Regions from separate parts of the Mus musculus genome. Here region 2 is linked to region 1. A link is a contact called in public Micro-C data. All regions are on one chromosome and are shown on one strand. Each heading gives the region's core, a stretch centred on a gene start, on an enhancer-like site or on the middle of the called end of the contact. The rest is flanking DNA. Distances are from core to core; before and after follow the strand shown. Region 1 holds the start of Cabp1 (calcium binding protein 1). Region 2 holds the start of Bicdl1 (BICD family like cargo adaptor 1).

Region 1 (2,968 bases), core at 264-2,763:
TTCCTGTCTCTCCTGCGACACAATACCACAATGTAGCCTTGAGCTGTTTGTAAATGCCCCGCTGACTGGAATCCTTGCGGGCAAAGGCGTGCGAGGGACAAAAATGAGTCACCAATGACCTCTTAGTGGCCTTCCTAACCCTAAAAGGCACACCAACCCAGGCTTGGATTTTCTGGGTCTTATCCCACAATTGCCTAACTGCCATTCAGATAGCATCCCTGGAATACCATCTTCCTTGAAAACACTCTCAAGTTCTAGATGGAGCCGTAGCTCTGGACAGACCCTTCATGCCTGTCCAGACATCTCTTCTCCTCCCCATTTTTCCAATCCCCTAACTTTCCCAGACCTTTGAGGACACTCTAAGTCACGGCTAGTATAAATCATCCACAAGCAACTCGCTGTACTCCCAGGCCCTCCCCCTTTGCCGCTCAGACTCCAAGCCCTTCGCTCCTCTGGGTCGCCAGAGGCCAGAGAGAGGAGAAGGTTGGCGCCGCCTGCTCCAAGCGCTGCTCACGACCCTGGAAAATCTCCCGGAGGATTGCGGAGGTCGCTCTTGCAGGTGCGAGGCAGGCTCAGCTGAGCGGCGCCCAGGAAGAGGCCCGAAGTGTGGACAGCGCACAGGGTGCTGAATCAGACACGGGGGTGGCGGAGCGCCAGGGCCGCGGGAGGACAGGATGAGCCAAGGTGCACCCCGACTGGGCAGAGCGAGCAGAACCGGGGACGCGCCGCCGCCGTAGGGTCCCGAGCGCCGGTGCCCGGAGCGCGGGCGAGGGGCGCGGCCCTTACCTGGCCGAAGGCGGAGCTGAGCATGGGGCGCAGCCGGTGGAGGAACGGGTCCGCCTCGGGGGTGCCAGCAGGAGCCGGGTCCCCGCGACCCCGCGATCGCAGGGAGCCCCGTAGACCGAGCGCTGGCGCCAGCCCCCGTTCCTCCCCATCGCGCCCGCGGGCCGGCGGTAGCGTCTCCCGGGGCCTGCAGTGCGCCTGGGGCAGCCCACGCCGGCTCCCGCGCGCGCCCTCGTCCCGCGGCACGGGCCGGCACAGGGGCCTCCGCGAGCTGGGGTCCCCGCACGGTGGAGGCGAGCCGGGGCAGGGACCGGGCAGCCGGCGGCCACGCAGCCCGGGGTCCCGCGCAGAGCTGTGGCGGGGAGCCCGGCTGCCCCCGCTCGCCGCCGCCGCCTTGAGCAGCGACGTCTTGGACTCGCTCTTGGCAATGTGCGAGCTCATCGCGGCGGGGCCCGCGCTCGCATGGCCCGGCGGGGGTGGTGCGGGGCCCCCGGAGGGCAGAGAGCGGGGCGCCCGGCGGGAGCCAAGCCCGAGGACGCGCTGCAGGCGGGCGCCGTCCCCTGGCCGCTTAAATGCGGCCCCGTCGCCGCCGCCCATGTGACAGCGCAGCCTCTGCGCCTGGAGCCTCGAGCTCCCGGCGGCCGGCGCTGCAGATCTGGGGGGGCAGCTGGTTGTCCCCCGAGAGCCCACCCCCGGCTCTCCCGCGGCCCAGGTGCCGCCGCGCCCCGCCCCTCGCCCCGCCCAGCGCTCGGGGAGTCCCGCTTCCGGGCGCCTCTGGTGGCCAAGGGGGCGCTGCGGCACTGAATGTGAGCACGAGGGAAGGGGCTGGCTAACCTCCCCCAAGGAGACTGGCGGAGCCCCTTATCACGCCCAGAGGATCCCTCCATGCCCAGGATCGGCCGGTCGCCCCCCCCTCACCCCAAAGTCAAGCAAGGGTGCACTTTCCAGAGAGAACAACTTTGGCAATAGGACCAAAGGGGTGCAGGACGCTAGAGACTCAGCTAGGATGCAGGCACTCTGTGACACCATCCAGACAAACGCAGGAGCCAGATGACCTGGAAGGATAAAGCTAGGAGTGTATCCATGCCTCGTCCATCCACCTTCCATAGAGTACACCGGACTAGGATTGCCCCGAGCAAGTCAGCCACGGAATTTACAGTTGACACAACAGAAGAGGAGCCAGGTGGCATCTGGCTGCAGCTACCTGTCCCGGAAGTGCCTGGTGGTGGTCAAGTTCCAGGTAGGACACGTTGGCTATGCTTGTTTCTCCATCGAACCACCTCCTGCCCTTCTAGTTGTTAGAGAGAGGACTCCTGCCCTTGGTAAGCATCCAGGAAGTCACACTGTGCTGGTTTCAATCTCAAATCCCAGCTCTGCAGCTTGCCATCTGGGAAGCTTGGGCAAGTGTCATCAGCCTCCCTGAGCCGGTTTCCCCTCTTCAGTGAAATGCAAATGATTCTTCCCAAACTGATTTCGTGGCGACACAAGATTTCCTGGTGCTCAAGAAAGACTCCAGCAGGAGGGAGCTGGCACAGGGCACACACTCATTTAGCAGCTTCTCTCCAGTCTGCACCTCCTGAGGCCCCCTTGTACCAAGGTGCTTAGTAGTAGGGACGTTAAGATTTGGAGGCGAGGGCCTCCCTGTTCTCTGCCCATCCTCTGTCCCTTACAACCTGCTCACTGCTTAGCCTCATTAGGATAGATGGGCAGACTCCCAATATCACGGGGCTTCGAGGAGGACCCTCTTTTTTGCATGGTGTATTTCTACCTATGCATGTGCAAAAAAAGAAAGATCTGGACGTGGTGGCATGGGCCTGCAATTCCAGCATGTGGTAGGTGGAGGAACCAGAATTGCTATAAACTTGAGGCTTCAGAGTAAGACTCTGTTTAACTATTCTAACTCGTGTGTGTGTGTGTGTGTGTGTGTGTGTGTGTGTGTGTTTTGGGGGGGGGATCTGGGTGTGGTGGCACATGTCTGAAATCCCTTGGGAGAAGCAAACAGGAGGGTTAGAATAACGAGTTCCAGGCCAGGCTGGGCTACATGAGACCCTGTCATATAAATAAATAAAGCTGGGCAGTAACGGTGCACACCTTTAATCCCAGCACTTGGGAGGCAGAGACAGGCGGATTTCTGAGTTCCAGGACAGCCAGAGCTATACAGAGAAATTCTGTCTCAAAAAACCAA
Region 2 (2,968 bases), core at 252-2,751, 540 kb after region 1:
AAAAGCCTGGCTGTTTCCACAGCTCGAGCCTGCTCTCCTTTTTATTTTGAAAACCTACCACTTTGGAATGGCTATCTTTTTCTAGGTACCCTCAGTTACCATTCAAGACTCTTTCTGCTTAAGAGCAAAATCCCAATAAACACAGTTGTAGACGATGTTGTTGCATGGAATTAACAGAAATATTACTCATTTGAAAACGTACTTAGGATTATTTATTAACTGGGGTGTGTGTGTAGGCCGGAGGACACGTTGCTAGTGACATCCCACATGGGTTCTGAGGAACCAATTGGGGCAAGTGACCTTACCCACTGAACCATTTTGCCAGGAAACGACCCTCCCACAGGGGTGGGTGAGGGGAAATGTTTTTAGTAGTGGTTAAAAGTAACATACATGCTAAGACCCAGGACACAGGAAAGTACTACTGAGACACACATAGCTACTGAAGCCCAAACTAATCACATGATGAGCCCTGCCTTCTCTGATTTCTGCAATGGAACCACATCCCCTAATCCCTAAGCATTTGAAAGCTATATAAAGCTCCTTTCGAGGCACTTGTTCCCCACAACTCTCTGCCAGAAAGTTAAGACAAGGGCATCCAGAGGCCTTAATGCCCGGACTGGAAAGCTCTGGGCTAACACCCTGATTAGAGATTAACTGCTTCTCCGAACACCTGAAGCATATTTTAAATGCTTCTCGATGTTCTCATTTCTGTGTGCAGATATCGCCTTGGTGCTGTATAAATTAGTCATACTGTAAGCTCTATTTTAGACTCTGTGTACAATACATATATAGAACGGCCCACAACGGTGAGAGACGTGCACGGACTCACATCCGAGCTGGGTGGGAAAGGCAGGTGGGCTCAACGAACGCGCTGATGCTGGTGAAAACTATCCCTCCTGCCTCCCCGTTCTCGATGATCTTCTTCGAGGTAGACTAGGCACGGAAACGGGGAGGACAGGCAGGCACCCCAGCTCCCCACCCATGCCGCCGGAAGGTCCTCACCTCTAGCTTGTCCGTCAGCTCCTTGTGCATCTGCTCGTACTGCCGGCTCATGTCCTGGTTCCTCTCGAGCAGCGCCTTGCCTAGTCGGGCCGCCAACACCAGATCCTTCTCCTTCTGGCGGATCACCGACAGCAGCTCGGGATCCTGGGTAGGCGGCGGCGGCAGCGGCGGCCCGTGCCCCTCAACCGGAGACTCCGGCTCCGCCTGAGGATGCTCGCCGGGCTCGGACGACCGCTCCCCGGCCGCCAGCAACGCCAGCTCCTCCTCTAAGGCCAGTTCCAGTTCCCCGGGACCTCCGGGGAAGGAGACGAGGGCGGCAGCAGTGGCGGGACTCCGGACTGCGTCCCCGGCCCCAGCGGGCAGCTCCATGCAGCAGGCGCTGTCCGGCTCGGCGGGTGCTGAAGCTCGGCCGGCCAAGCCCAGGCAGAAGGCGGACATGGCCCGCGCGCGCCGAGCCCGCAGCGGTGCGGCCCGGCCGGCGCGCGCCAGGCTGCAAGGCGGGGGGTGGGGATGGGGATGGCGGGGGAGGGGCCCCGCCGCGCCGCCCCGCGCTTCGCCTCGCCTTGCGCCGCGGCACGCGCCCCCCGGGTCCCCGCGAGCCCTGGGCGCGGCGCGCGCGGGCGGGCAGGCGGGCGGCCCCTCCCCCGCGCCGGCGACACGCGCCCCCGCCCCCGGGGGGCTCAGCTGCTGGCGCGCGCCCGGGACGCGGACGACGGGGGTGGGCAAGAGCGGCAGAAGGGGAGATTGAAGAGGGGTGGCGGGGTGCGGAGCGGGAGGAGAAGCCGCGCTAAGGATCGCCGCCGCGGCCGGGGTTCAGCCGCCCTGTTGCTGCCGCTGCTGCTTCTGCTGCCGCCGTCGCCGCCGCCGCCGGCCGGCCGGCGCCTCACGGGGAGGGCTGCGCTCCGCTGTCGCTGCGTCGCTCGTTGCTGCTGCTGCCGTCGGCCGCTCCTTGCAGCCGCGCTCCATGTCCCCCGGCTCGGCGGCAGCAGCGGCGGCGACGGCGGCTGCTGCTGCTGCAGGGGCCGAGGCGGCGGCTCGACATCGTTGGCCGCACAGCCCCGGAGCAGTCCTTCCTTCTTGCCTGCCCGGCCCCGCAGCTCACCCGGCCGAGGAACCCGCCCGGCTCGCCCGCCGGGCTCGCTCCTCCGCCCGCCCGCCCCGCGCTTCCGGCCGCGCCCCTCTTCCCCGCCCCGGGGGCCGGCGCCTGACGCGCGCGGGCACCTGTTCGCCGCCGCGCCCGCGCGGGATTCGCCGACGCTCCGCTCGCCTCGGCCGCGCCCAGGTGGCGCCCGCCTAACCCGGACGTGGCCTCACGCGACGCGGGGACGGATGCGCGCGCCGCCCGTGGGGAAGCTCAGCGCGTCCTGAAAGGCCGGAGCCTCTCCCTCCCGTGTGTGTGTGTGGGGGGGGGGGGTGGGGACGGCCACGCCCCCGGCCTGGAGCCACGCCCTCAGCCTCGTTCCCAGCTCTAGGTGTGGCCACGCCCCCTGCGCGCTCACCTAAGGGTGCGGCTCTACGTCCACCACTTCTCCGACTCCTCCTCAGCTTGGCGCTCGGCCACGCCCCCTGCCTCGTTTTCGCCGGGGCCACGCCCCCCGCGCTCGCACCTCTGGGTGTGGCCTCCTCCTCCTCCAGACTCCCACGCTCTCACCCCTGATGGCGCTCTGCAGCGGCACGCGTCCTCTTCCTCGCCTCCGCGGCCCCAGCCCGCAGCCTCTCTTCGGTTTGGGGAGCTGGCGGGAGCCCCATTTGGATTGGGTCTTGTGGTGGGGTATCCTAGCTGGTCTGTGGTCCGAGGGGGCTGCGGACAATTATGTGAGTCAGGGAGCCAGGCGGAGAGCCATTTGCAGTGCGGGATTTCTATCTGAACCCCTGCAAGAGCTAAGCAGTCGGGAGAGGGAGCCCTCGAGAAAAGGAGGCGGAGGAATGACTTGGAGAACCCAGCATCTTCATACTGATGACTCAG

The links. Hi-C and Micro-C count contacts between places; a contact is called where the count stands out from the background.
Region 2: a contact with region 1 is called in a Micro-C map of embryonic stem cells, with 2.9 times the contacts expected there. The contact joins the promoter of Bicdl1 here to the promoter of Cabp1 in region 1. A contact is called at or near these places in 1 of 484 Hi-C or Micro-C datasets (embryonic stem cells) and 1 of 115 datasets of contacts at active chromatin or transcription factors (pancreatic cancer cells).

What each region holds. Positions count from the first base shown.
Region 1 is chr5:115,192,868-115,195,835 of GRCm38.p6, forward strand. Cabp1 (calcium binding protein 1) reads right to left here and starts at 1,514. Exons shown (of 6, transcript NM_001310712.1): 1 at 787-1,514. The coding sequence starts at 1,380. Gm35515 (a long non-coding RNA gene) reads left to right here and starts at 1,471. Exons shown (of 3, transcript XR_387599.4): 1 at 1,471-2,023.
Region 2 is chr5:115,730,120-115,733,087 of GRCm38.p6, forward strand. It overlaps Bicdl1 (BICD family like cargo adaptor 1), which reads right to left and starts at 1,502. Exons shown (of 9, transcript NM_001080808.2): 1 at 1,003-1,502. The coding sequence starts at 1,440.